Regions from separate parts of the Sus scrofa genome. Here region 2 is linked to region 1. A link is a contact called in public promoter capture Hi-C data. All regions are on one chromosome and are shown on one strand. Each heading gives the region's core, a stretch centred on a gene start, on an enhancer-like site or on the middle of the called end of the contact. The rest is flanking DNA. Distances are from core to core; before and after follow the strand shown.

Region 1 (7,227 bases), core at 4,482-6,981:
CAAGTCTTCACGATGGCCTTGATCAATTTTCTCTTTATTTCCATCTACTACTAAATTCATATTTTGTTTCCTTAACTGTTTACATAATAATAATATAAAGTCAAATCCAAGTTAACAGCCCTAAAAACATAATTTACTTTGACACTTCCCTACAGGTACTGTCTACAGACTTAATTGGCAAAGCAGGCTTCAGACTTAAAGGAATATTCCTACATGACTATAGATCGGAGAGATGGCAGACAGTGGGAAAGGGAAGAAGGAAGAGAACCTAGACTCCTTCTACCAAACATCCCATAAGGAAATTTCTGAGTGTGGCTAAAAAGGAAATGGGTCTGGAATCTCTCCCTGCCCAGTTTTCTGATGTAGAGAAGGTACTTCAGTGTTTTAAGCAATCTGAGCCTCATAAACTAAGTGCGAGAGATGGGGAAGAGGCACATTTCACTCACATCGAAATTTTGCCCAAGATGACCCAATCTCTCAGTGAAAAGCATCCTTCAGTGCACAAATTTAAAGCTAGAGAACAATACATTGAAATGTATCCATTAAATAGAACATATGTTCACAAATCAGCTCACCTCTCTCCCAGAAAGATCAGTATACTGTACTCATGTATCTCTAGTGCAGAAGTTCTTAACCTGGGATCCATGGATGCCCAAGAAGTCCTTGGATAGAATTCAGGGGGTCCATTAATTTGGATGGAAAAGAAATTTCTACCTTTATTTTCACTGATTTTTAACTGAAATTCAGCTTTTCCTTCAATTATGAATACAGGCAACAAATCACAAAGTATTAACAATAACTGTGATTTTGTCACCAATAAAATCACAAGCATCTTTCATATATTATGCTTGATATAAACATCTCTAAATATCAATTATACCCATTTCTAAATTACATTAGATCCTGCTAAAAGCACATATCACAAACCTCTTTATTCTAACTATATTTTAATGTAATTTTTTCCATTGTAATCCTATATATTTTACTTCATGCATTTAAAAACATGATTCTAATAAGGAATTAATAGTCTGAGAAGACTTTACCAGTGTGCCAAGAAGGTTCATAGCATAAAAAGGCTAAGAACCCCTACGAAGTTTACCTTCATCCGAATTCCTGGCTGAGAAATGAAATTCATGTATAAATAGAATTTTCTGCTTCAAATTATAATCCAAATGACCATAATACTTAATATTGCTGCTTATTGAAAATCTATCTACATGGCCAATTTCTCCCCATTGCTTTAAGTAACTAGTAAGACATTAAGTTATTTTTTTAACTCTTAATTCAGCTTACCTCTTTCATAGTATAAGTGTCTTTCTGTGCTCCAACAGACTTTAACAACTTCAAAAGCAATGGCTTTGGTCTGACCTATAAAGAACAAAGAGTTGCTATTATACTTCCAAACTATTCCAGAACTATAAGCCCTGCAGGAAACTTGTCCATAAAGAATTTCAATACAGGTAGCAGACACAATGCTTAACACTCTCATAAGGTTAGACCTTGAGAAATGTCATAAAATGTTTTCACTAAATGTAATAATAATAGACTATATAAACTGAATACCAGACTGTCTTTGGGGGATCTAATTATTATGCAAATAATCACAGAATATTCAAGTATCATCAGTTGCAATCAAAAACAGTATCCATGCTAGGGCAATGAAAATTATTCTTTTTCTTCCAGCTATTCCTATTATCTGCTTATTACCCTACTAACTCAACTGTAAATGGACTACCCAAGACAGCATTTTTCTCCCATTGTAATATGCTGCCTTTTTAGTTGGTCTACTTAACAAACATTTACTGAGCTTCTGCTATGCACCAGACAGTGCTGGATATTGCACACACACACACAAAAAGACAAATAAGACATGTGACCTGTATTCAAGGAACCACCCAACTAGATCAGGAGTTAATTTTTTCTTTATAAATACCCAGATAAGTATTTCAAAGGTTTTCTCACAGAAACATAAATAACAGGTAAACCAATGTGTGTGGCCGCATTTCAATAAAACTTTATTTACAAAAGTAGGCAACAGGCCAAATTTGGTCCATAGGCTATAGTTTGCCTGACTCTGTTCTAGAGGCTTTTAAAGTTTTACTGAGAAATAACTGGCAAGAGGGCAGGGCTATAATGTGTTTATGCTCCTTGTCCTACTCTGCTGCTGTATCAAAACCTTGAAAACTCAAGTATCTGTACAGCTTGCCACCCCTACACAGACTGGTGTCTCTGTATCTCCCTTTAATATATTCCTGTCCCAACTTCTGAAATCTGACAGCAACCCAGTTTGGGAATCTAACTCTTAAAACTAGATTTAAGAAAATTGCCAGACATTCCCTTGTGATGCAATGGGTTAAGGATCCGGCATTGCCACAGCTGTGGTGCAGGTCACAACTGCAGAGCAGGCTCCATCCCTGGCCTGGGAGCTTTCACATGCCACAGGTGTGGCCAAAAAAGAAAAGAAAAAAGAAAAAAAAGAAAATTGTCTATTTCTAGCCAATCAACAGAAATATTATTTAGTAACTGAAAAATTTAAAACACAACAAATGTAGTATAAGCCATTAATTGTTTCGATCACCCATTTTTTTCTTAAGTGCTTATGTATGCATTTTACTTTCAAGCTATTCAAAAAATGAATTCGCCCAAAAAACATAAAGTTAATTTTTTTCTCCTAAAATTTTATATATGCTATATTAACTTCAAACTACATAAAACAACTCAAAGTAAAAAGCTGCACTAGAAAGCCATTAGCTTCTATTAAGACTTAGAAGACACACATTCATAACTATGAGAAAGAATACCATTCTTTTTTTTGGTCTTTTCTAGGGCCGCTCCCGCGGCATATGGAGGTTCCCAGGCTAGGGGTTGAATCAGAGCTACAGCTGCCGGCCTACACCACAGCCACAGCAACGTGGGATCCAAGCCGCGTCTGCAACCTACACCATAGCTCATGGCAACACTGGATCCTTAACCCACTGAGCAAGGCCAGGGATTGAACCTGCAACCTCATGGTTCCTAGTCAGATTTGTTAACCACTGCACCACGATGGGAACTCCAAGAATACCATTCTTAATCTTACATTTAAGAACAACAACAAAAAATTCCAGATGAGAAAAGACCTAGATGTAAAAACCTTAAATATTAGAATAGAGTAATATATTTGTATAATCTTGGTATGAGAGTTCTTCCAAAGCATGATATGAAATTTTAAAAGCCAACAAAAGTCAAACTTGACTTTATAAAAATGTTCTCAATGAGAAAAAGACCACATAAGCAAAGTTTAATTACAACATTTGTAAATGATATAAATTAAATACACTTGAAACACAGAGAATACAAATTACTAAGAAAAAAATACGCCTAAAAGAAAAGAGTGAATAAGACACAAATCCCAAAAGAAACAAATGACAAGATGCCCAACCTCACCAGAGATTAGGGAAATACAAACTTAAACAATGATATAATATCTTTTGCCCCAAAAAAGGCAAAGTAATAATAAAGTGATAATATCCAATTTTGGCAGAGGGGGGAAAACTATTACAATCTTTTGGTTAGCATGTTATCAGCAGCAATGAAATGTGTACAATTAGGACCCAGGAGTTCTATGTGTATAAAAGTCTCTCTGACAGAAATATTCACATAACACTTGTGTTAAAGACATGCGCAAAGCAGCACTATCTGTAATCATCAAAAACTAAAGGTGGGAGTTCCCAATGTGGCGTGCAACAGGATCAGACGCATCTCAGGAGCACTAGGATGCAGGTTCCATCCCCAGCCTGGCCTGGCACAGTGGATTAAGGATCTGGCATTTCCCCAGCTGTGGCACAGGCTGCAGCTGAAGCTCAGATCTGATCTCTGGCCTAGGAACACCATATGCCAATGGGAAGACAAAAACAAACAAACAAAAAACAACTAAAGGCAATTTAAAATCGATCATAAATTTTAAAATGACATACTAATACTACGGATTAGCATACAGCTGTTAAAAAAAATTCTGCAGAGTTTACTTACTGATAATAGATGCTATTTGCCAAACACCTTTAATCCCATTATAGTAAAACATAAAGAACACAGATTAAAACTCATATGTGCATATATTACATGGGTATGCACACAAAAAAGATCTAAAAAGGAGACATGGTCAAAAGAGAAGACTGGAATTTTCAGTTTTTACACTGCACTTTCCTGTAATGCCTGTATCTTCACAAGCATGAATTATTTCTGTGACTTTTAGAAACCATTTTAAAAGTTAAATACTGATAGGTCAAAATAGAAAAAAAATATCCCTCAAAAAATAAACAACTTCAGCATCCATGCTTAAGAATGTAATGAAACTAACTTCTAAATCCAGTGTGGTAAAAAGCCAAGAAGATAAATACTGAGTCTGACAGTTAACTTTTGCTTGACAACTATGCCTGAGTGGCAGAACTTAAGCAATGTACCGCAATTTTACCTAAAGAGCCAGGCTGTCATTGGGTCTATGGAATTTAGCTAATCACCTTATAAGATTTAAAAAAAAAAAACTTTTGACGTTACACTGGAGACAAAAATACCAACCAGGGTCTCCTGTTCCGAAGCTGGAATCTGTGAGGTGCTTACAGCACCATCAGTGGACACAGACATGTTGGTATTGCACATTTGCCTAAGAATAGGGAAAAAAAAAAAACACGATAAAAACTTGAAATAATGAAACACCTGTGAAAAAAGACAAAAATCATATAAAAAGGAGACACATAATGCTTTACTCAAAGTAAAGCCCTTAGCAAGTGGGTCCTCACCTGGATCAGCATAAAGTACTTGCTACGCGTTGAAGACCACAGGTATCGCTCTCCAACAGCCACTGAATACAGCTGGGGAAAGGCACGGTTTAAATAGCCCCAACTGGAGACAAGTCAGGGCTTAGCTCCTTCTACTGCAGACTTAGGAACTTGTCCGAACTTGACCAGCCCAACAGGAAAAGCTGAGTCAACCTGCCCACAGAACCAGCCCAGTCTCGCCCAGACTCAGCTCCCGGTTCATACGAGCTACCGAACAGGCACCTGTCATTACTTTGACCCCCGGCCGGGAAGCTGCCGGCCGCCAGGCAGCGCCCCCCGCACACGTGACCTTTATCCCAGCTGTCGGCGGAGCCCCCCTCCCAGCCCCCCCCCGCTCCCCCCGCCCGCTAGGAGCGCCGGCCCGAAACCCCGCCCACCTCCCCAGCGACGCCGTCCTCGGCCCCTTCCAACAAAACCTTCACACACCCACGTGCCCCGAGCCCCCCACCACGAAATGCACAAAGGCGCCGTGCGGACAGAGGCGAGGGACGAGAGCGAGTCGGAAGACCCAAGTCACAGAGCAAACCCAGAACTGCCCACACGCTTCCAGGTCGATACCTGCAGCTCGCTGGGGTTTTCCGCTCCTGGAGTCGGGGGGAGTCCCGCGAGGTTCCCCAGTTCCCTTCACGGGGTGCCCCGAAACCCGAGGCCCTGGGCCTCGGCTACCATTCCACTCGCGAGGCCCAGGCCACCGGGGCACTCGAACGCACTAGGTCCGGGGAAGGAGGCTCCTGGCGGCGTAAGCGGCAGGACCTCGATCAGAGGGGTGAGGGCTACCCCTCGGCCTAGGCTTCTTGCTCCATTTTCTTTCCAGTCACACCGAGCCGCACAGGCCCCAGAAGGTGCCGAGCTGGCTGAAGTGCGCCAGCTGCGCGCCCCCTACTGTCCGAGCCCAGCGCGCCGGAAGCCGCGGCCCATCCGGCCGTTTGCGCGCGCGTCAAGGTTCCACCGCCTCCGCCCACTGAGGGCGGGGCTGGGGCGGGCTGCCTGGAGAAGGGGGCGGTTCTGAAGCTCGGCGCTCGGCCTGGGCAGCTGGAGAGGGGCGAGTTCCCTTGGGTTGAGCTCCGCCCTGGTCTTTCCCGCCACCACCTGGTTCCGCGCGCCAAGCTTGAGACTATCCTTCTGCTATTTTTGTATTTCGTGTGTTTACACCTCCCCACTGCGGTGGAAACTCAGGCAGATGGGTATCTAAGTGCTGCTACCGAAAAAGAAACCAAATTTAACAGCTGTGTGATATATTAAGCCCGCACCGCCAGCTGCTGGAGTTGTATAAAAATGACCTATTTCAAAACTTTTTTAAAAGTATGATTAAAAATAGCACAATATGGGCTTGCTCAGGGATGTATTCAATATTCTAGCCGGAGGAATAAGACTCGTGGTTACCGTTACAGAAGGGGCGGGAGATAAAGAAGGGTCACTTTCTACTTTAAGCGTTTAGAATATTTAGGTTTGTTTATATAATGTATGCATTCACTCCCATTAAAAATATCTATTTAGGCATTTAGGAGTTCCTGTGCTGGCTCAGCCATACCAAACCTATTATCCATGAGGATGCAGGTTCAATCCCTGGCCTCAGTGGGTTAAGGATCCAGCATTGCCTTGAGCTGTGGTGTAGATCAAAGAGGTGGCTCAGATTTGGCATTGCTGTGGCTGTGGTGTAGGCCGGCAGCTGCAGCAGCTCCCATTCGACCCCTAACCTGGGAACATCTATATGCCACAGATGTGGTCCTAAAAAGCAAAAAAAAAAAAATCTATTTATATATTAGGCACTCAGTACTGACTCACTTACTTGCCACTTTTGGCACATAGGTGTAGCAGTCTCCGAAATGAGCCAGGACACGAGAATTGAGCTGGTACAACCCAAAAAGCAGTCACTGCAAAGAACAGCTTCTTTTTGGGCCAGGAAAAAGTGAGTTCTTTATGAAGGAGGAATTGTTTAATAAAATTATCTTTCCTGGAGTTCCCTCTATGGCACATGGGTTAAGAGTCTGACTACAGCAGCTGTGGTCTCTGCCCAGGCTCGGGTTCAATGCCCCCACCCTTTGCCCAAGTGAGTTAAAAGATCCTGGGATGCCACAGCTATGGCTAGCTCTGATTCAATCCCTGGCAGGGGAATTTCATATGCTGGGGGTGGGGCCATTAAAAATAGTGTATCTTTCCCTTCTTCCATGCCCTAGCCTACTAGAAAGGAATCTTCCTTAAACATAGTGGTCACTTAATTGATTAATTTAATTGCTAATCTTATCTTCAGGGATCTGGTTTAGCTCAAAAAAATATCAGATCAAATATAGTGAGGTTTCTGGTTGTAAAAGGGTATGCTTGCCGCAGGATAAAAGAAAATCTCAAGAAATGGAGAAAATAGCATGAAAAGATAAATTATGCAACTTGGAAGGAGCAGTTAGTTATGTGC
Region 2 (6,553 bases), core at 422-2,921, 520 kb before region 1:
ACAACAACAACAACAACAAAACCCTAGATCAACTAAATTGGTGCAAAAGTAAGTGATTTCTTTTTAAAGAAAAATTTACTTTCTACAGTAAATAAAAATCAGAACCGGGGAGTTCCTGCTGTGGCCACAGTGGGTTAAGAATTCAACTGCGGAGTTCCCATCTTGGCTCAGTGGTTAACGAATCCGACTAGGAACCATGAGGTTGAGAGTTCGATCCCTGGCCTTGCTCAGTGGGTTAACGATCCGGCGTTGCCCTGAGCTGTGGTGTAGGTCGCAGATGCGGCTCGGATCCCGCGTTGCTGTGGCTCTGGCGTAGGCCGGTGGCTACAGCTCCGATTCGACCCCTAGCCTGGGAACCTCCATATGCCGTGGGAGCGGCCCAAGAAAATGGCAAAAAGACAAAAAAAAAAAAAAAAAAAGAATTCAACTGCTTGGGTAGATTCGGAGGCAAGCGTTCAATCCTCAGCTCCAGGCAGTGGGTTAAAGTCGTTGCCACAGCTTCTGCTGGGATTCCACCCCTGGCCCAGGAACTTCCATAAGTAGGAGTAACACCATTAAAACAAACAAACAAAAACAGAAGGGGTAAAAATATATATATCAGGAACCAGTTCGTCTGTCATAAAAAATTAACGTGCCAAAAGATGTAGGAGAGTGGAAAGGAAATGTGTCCAGTATCAAACATCACCGTAGGCTTTATGATAACTTGAATTAAAAACTAAGACGCTAGCCCGTACTGAATGGTCCCTATGTGCCAGGCAGTGTTATGTTCTCTGCATACCTTGATTAGTATCTCGGCCACACCTCTGGAGCTTTAAGAACACCATGAACTTAGATAAGTGTTCTTAATTTTTCTATTCCCCAATTCTTCGCTTACCGCACTTGTAAATACTGGGGGTAATACTGCCTCTGTAAGGTTGGTGTAGGGGCTGAATCAGAGAATCGGGTAAAGCGTTTCTCCACCGTGCTTACTTAGCAAAGCAAGTGCGTATGAAATATTTGTTATAGTTATTATCCTCAAAATAGGTGGTACCCACCCCCACACCCCTCCCACCCCGCCCTATACAGCTGACCCAGGCTGTCAGTGAAGGAGCAGCAATCCAGGGCCTCCTACCCCGGGCTTGTTTCCCGGCAACAGTGTCCAGCTCTCCCGCCTGACCACTGACTAAGTTTGTTTCTTGGCGGGGACGGGAGGGTGGCGGTGACGCGTTCAGCTGGGGCCCAATGAAACCACGGTTATCCCTCGGGGGCCTGGACTCGCCGTCCGCCCGGAAACCGTGGTTCCCGCCCGAGGCGAGAAGGCGCGAGAGGGAACAAGCGGGCCCTCCCCCGGTCGCGCTGGGAGGAGCCGGGGCGAGAGAGCCATCCCGGAGGGTAGGCGCGGGCCGCGCACTGACCTTCACTCTCCCGCCGGAGTCAGGCCCAAATTCGGCCATTCTCTTGAACATATTGTCCTACGGAAGAAGCCGCCTCCGCCAGGGAAAGAGACCGGGGCCGGCGGGCTCGCCGCTCCCCTCAGAGGTCCCGCTCCTCCCGCGCGGGCCCGGGAGGAGGGTTTCTGACCGAAGGAGGGCGAGTCACAGGGGCTCGGGGCGCTGAGGATCCGCCAACTCCTCACGGCGGGCGGCGTCCCGGAAGCCCATTCAGCCCGGTGCGGGTGGAGAGCGGAACCGCGTGCGCAGGCGCGAGGAGGTCGTGCACACTGCGCACGCGCCGGGCCGCTGCCCTTTCCCGCGGCGCGCGGGGGTTCTGGTTGTCCGGGTTAGAGGATCCGGGAAATCTCCATGCACTCTGTCGCCGTCCCAGACCACCTAGCTTCGTAAGGACAGAGGAACATTCTTATCGAGGCAGTGCTTTGCCATCGCCAGAACATTAGAGTTCTGAAATTAAATTCATGAAATCTCGCCCACCCACAGTTTTTAGTTGTGTTCGTCCAGTCCTCTCTGCCTTCCGTGCATGAACCATTAATTTCTTTTATTTACTCCATCCTTCCTCTCTTTCCTTTTCTACTCTGTTTAGATTCTCGGATGGCACAAGCCTCTCCACCCTGTACCTTTATGTGGTACTAACTACTTTGCAGGTTAGTGAAGTGCTAAATTATCTCTAATTCAAAGTAGTAGGTGCTGGTCAGATGTTCTTTTTCTTTTATTTTAAACTAGAAGCTATCCTAAACTTTTCCTTAGGCTCCTCAAGCTTCCTACCTTAACACCAACCCTCTCATTCTGATCAGATAACTTTGCATCTTATTTCACAGAGAAAGCGGAACGCGATGACACCAGACCTAAACACAAGCTTTGATTTGTCCAATATCCACCCTCCCTTCCTTTCTTTTCTGTTCAAGGGGCAGTTTTCTTCCAGTTTGAAATCACTCCTTCGTCTCTAATCTCCATCTCATTCTCTTTCCCTTTCTCAAGGATTTTGCCTTATTAACTATCTCCACTCCACCCTGTATCTTAAGTCTTTTTTCTTTGGCTTTTTTTCTTAAGAAGTGTTAAACAAACTTAAATCTTTCCTACCAAAACCCAACCAAACACATCTTTAATCCTGCATGGCTCTATCTCTGAATTATCTTTTAAAGTCGATTTTGAACAGGCTGTCAACATTTCCATTGTTTCCACATGCTTTTTTTTTTTTTCCCCCAAAGGTGGTTGAAATCAGTGAGGTCTTATTAAAGCACGCTGTCAAACAACATCCTTCACAACATAATACAGGATTTTTTGTCTTCTATTCCCTCTCCTGAACTTCACCTTTCTCAAATCATGGCTTTCAGAATGTGATCTCTGAAACCCAAATTTGCTCTTTAAAATGATCTCTCCATCTTTCCTATTTCTGTTTTCCTCCTGTTTCTCAAGGAAATTTTAATTCTTTGCTTAAAAATTTTAAAAAGGAAATAAAAAAATTTTTACCCTAAGTATTTTTTAAGGCAGAATAACATTTAATAAAATAAAATTAATCAAATATGTAAAACACATTGATAACTTTTGGGGAAAGTTAATGGATTGAATACATATCTTTTACCTTTTCCCAAAACTCCTTTAAAATAAGTCAAGAGATTTTCCAAAAGGCATAATCCTCTAAGGATGGGGAGAATGGGAGAAACAATATCTTGAAATCTGGAATACAAAAGGCAAGTGGTATCTGGAGGGCAGCTTGGAGAGCTGAGCAGTCAGAGGTAATAAGCTACCCGTTCACACTGCAGAAACCCCCTAAAAGCCTCAAGAATTTGTGGTTGTAGGGATCTCTGAAAGTAAGGGGAGGGAAGAGGAGAAGAGGAACTAGCAAGAAAGCAAAAAACAAATCAACAACAGCAACGAAAAACTGGGACTCTGTTTAAGAAATATTTAGGTCCTTAGACCTGAGCAATTATCCCTTATTTACTCCCAAGGGATAGGACAGGGTTAAAGCAGGGTCTCTGCATTGAGGATCACCAGAGTTGAGAGAGGAACACCATACAGAAAATAGGTAGATTAACCAAACACGTACCAGGTACTAAGACCTTTGTCTCTCACTTAACTCTTAAAATGTTGACAACCAGGCCTTTGTTTCCTAGTAGAGAAGTAGAAAGAGGCTTCTCTGGAAAATCTGACCAGCCTGAGAGGAGAGATCTAAGGATCCTCAACAAAACTGACTCAGCCAACTTGATCGTCCTTCTGCAAAGTGCATGTGGTCAAATCCACAGAGACCCTTGGAATGTCAAATTATTTTTTTAGTTTTCCAGTCCTAAATTTAACCAATGATTACCAAATAACTGAGAAACGCCTCTAATATGAAAGATATAATCCAAAATAAACAAGCAAAGTGGCAGATCAGAGGAAATATAGAGAAGTCAACTAAAACCAAAAGAAACCCAAATGATTATTAATACTATATACAGATAAAATAATAATAAACATGACACAAAACAAGGGAAAAAAAGGATATTCAGAGAATGAGAGCTGCTGCAAATTAAAACTATTGTAGTGGAAATGAAAAAAAAACTCAGAAAGATGAGACTGGTGAATTTTCTAGCTGTGTCTGAAGATCTGAGAGGAGATTTAAATAGGACAACCTGGATAGCAGTGGGGAATAAGAGGTCTAAGCTACTAAGTATAAAATACATAAGCCACAAGGATGTATTGTACAACACAGGGGATATATACAATATTTTATAATAACTATAAATGAAATATAACCTTTAAAAATTGTGAATCATTATGTTGTACACTTGAAACATATAACATTGTACATCAATCATACCTCAAAGAAAAAAAAGGACCTTGAGTTTGAGAGCTGAACTAACGATAAATACCCAGAAAAGCCAATTTAAGACTCATGCAATTATTAGCTCTAGGGAAAATAAAATCTTGTATAAGAGGAAAAGGTAATTGTATTTATGGCTAGTGAATACTCAGTGTTGATCTAAAAAAGTATATATAATTACATTGGAAGGATGGATTTGGGGGAAAGGTGCCATGTGTGATGGAGATGGGGGGAGGAAGAAACAGAACTTAATCCCAGCTTACTCAGAGGGAATCAATATCTTAAAGTCAAGATAGAGAAATATAAGCCAAATACTTAAAAGCTTGGGAGTAAATATAAAATTCTTAACACCAAGCTAAAAAGAGTAGAAAATTGTTGCATGTGAAGGAGGAGAAATGGAGAGTTACATCTTTCATACAAAACTTGTAGAACTATCTGACTCTATAAACAGAATTTATAACCTTGTAAAAATCAAAAATTATTTCGAATATAATTTGCATAATAGACATGTGCTTAACAAAAACATTATCTATGATGATATTAGTCACTCCTGATTATAACTTCTAGTAATTCCTTTTAGCCAACTTCTAAGAAAAAATTGGTTTTTGTCTTTTTAGGGCTACACCCCCCGCATATGGAGGTTCCCAGGCTAGGGGGTGGAATTGGAGCTGTAGCCGCTGTCCTACAGCACAGCCACAGCAACGCTGGATCCTTAACCCACTGAGCAAGGCCAGACATCAGACCTGAGTCCTCATGGACACCAGTCAGATTTCTTTCCACTGAGCCGCAATGGGAACTCCCTAAGAAACATTTTTATTTTTATTTATTTATTTATTTATTTTTGCTATTTCTTGGGCCGCTCCTGCGGCATATGGAGGTTCCCAGGCTAGGGGTCGAATCGGAGCTGCGGCCGCCAGCCTACGCCAGAGCCACAGCAACGCAGCATCCGAGCCGCGTCTGCAACCTACACCACAGCTCACGGCAACGCCAGATCCTTAACCCACTGAGCAAGGGCAGGGACCGAACCCGCAACCTCATGGTTCCTAGTCGGATTCGTTAACCACTGCGCCACGACGGGAACTCCAGGAAACATTTTTAAAATGAGTTTACTGAATGGAAGTGCAAGAAGAGTGCTTGGGGCTTAGTTAAAATTAGTGTCACATGAAGAGCTCAGTTATCATCTGGAACATCACTCTGCATTTCAAATAATATCCTGGGTAAAACTAAGCAACATAGGAATTGAGTTTCTTTTCAAAAATGATCAAATATTGATTTTTTTTTCCTCACAAAATAAGGGTCAAAATTTGGTTTGGGAACTTGATTGCATCAAAATAACAGGCATAAGTAAGATATATTTATTAAAAACACTAAGCAAAATCTCCGACAAACATTGCTTTTCCTCTTTAGCCAACTTTTGCTAATGTCTGGTGTTTCTTCTGTCAGCCCTCGTTGTGGGGCTATCCTGGTGCTTCTTGGATATATCGCATCTCTATATCTGAGCTGTCACCTTCAATCCCCCTTCCCCTACCTTGACTCATTTTTAATAACCTCAAGATATCCTGATATGATTAAACCCATATTCTTTCCTGTTTATTCATATCAAAATTGCCCCAGAATGTTGAAGCCTGAGGCAGCACTTGTGTTGGGGCCCTCTGCTGCCCTCCCATGGTTGGCCTATGCATTACATGCACATAGATTTGAGACCGACTGTGGAATCTCAGAGGCAGCTGTGCTTCTTCAGTGGACTCGGAGAGTAAAAAAAATCTCAGAATGCTCAACACGGGGGATATATTAAATAATCAGAGAGAGATTAATTCAATCAACTGGTATTTATTAAGCATGTATCAGGTTACAGATGCTGTTCTAGGTATTTGGAGTACGGTGTAAACAAGAATAAAAAATTTCTGCCTTCCTTCCTATAAGGAGACTGGTCCAGCATGGTGTGTCAGAGATGTCATATAGTAGAGATGGTGTCCAGATGTGGAAGAAGGGGTGGCCCAATGAGGGGAAAGCATCTACTCAATGGTGTGGCAGTGTTGGGAAATTAGTCACATACAGGCAAATGATCAAATACATGTGTGTACTAAGGCTACAATTTAAGGATATTAAGGATAATGAATGCCAGGTTTCTCACTGTCATAGAAAGGGGTTACCAACATGAAAAAGGAGCAAACTAGAATGAACCTTGTGGTGTGGGATTAGAATTGGAGATATTAAAAAAAAAAAAAAGAATTGGAGATATTATGTGAGTTCAATTTAAATAGATGGGCATAGAGACAAATATTATGTAACTATGTATATCTTCTATGGGGCCTGG

What was found. Promoter capture Hi-C pulls out the DNA fragments that hold promoters and counts their contacts.
Region 2: a contact with region 1 is called in a promoter capture Hi-C map of liver, with 2.3 times the contacts expected there. The contact joins the promoter of YEATS4 here to the promoter of MDM2 in region 1. A contact is called at or near these places in 1 of 5 promoter capture datasets (liver), 1 of 47 Hi-C or Micro-C datasets (brain) and 1 of 2 datasets of contacts at active chromatin or transcription factors (alveolar macrophages).

What each region holds. Positions count from the first base shown.
Region 1 is chr5:33,104,222-33,111,448 of Sscrofa11.1, reverse strand. MDM2 (MDM2 proto-oncogene) reads right to left here and starts at 5,731. Exons shown (of 11, transcript NM_001105303.1): 1 at 5,376-5,731; 2 at 4,558-4,642; 3 at 1,294-1,368. The coding sequence starts at 4,638.
Region 2 is chr5:33,621,934-33,628,486 of Sscrofa11.1, reverse strand. YEATS4 (YEATS domain-containing protein 4) reads right to left here and starts at 1,671. Exons shown (of 7, transcript XM_021091975.1): 1 at 1,395-1,671. The coding sequence starts at 1,445.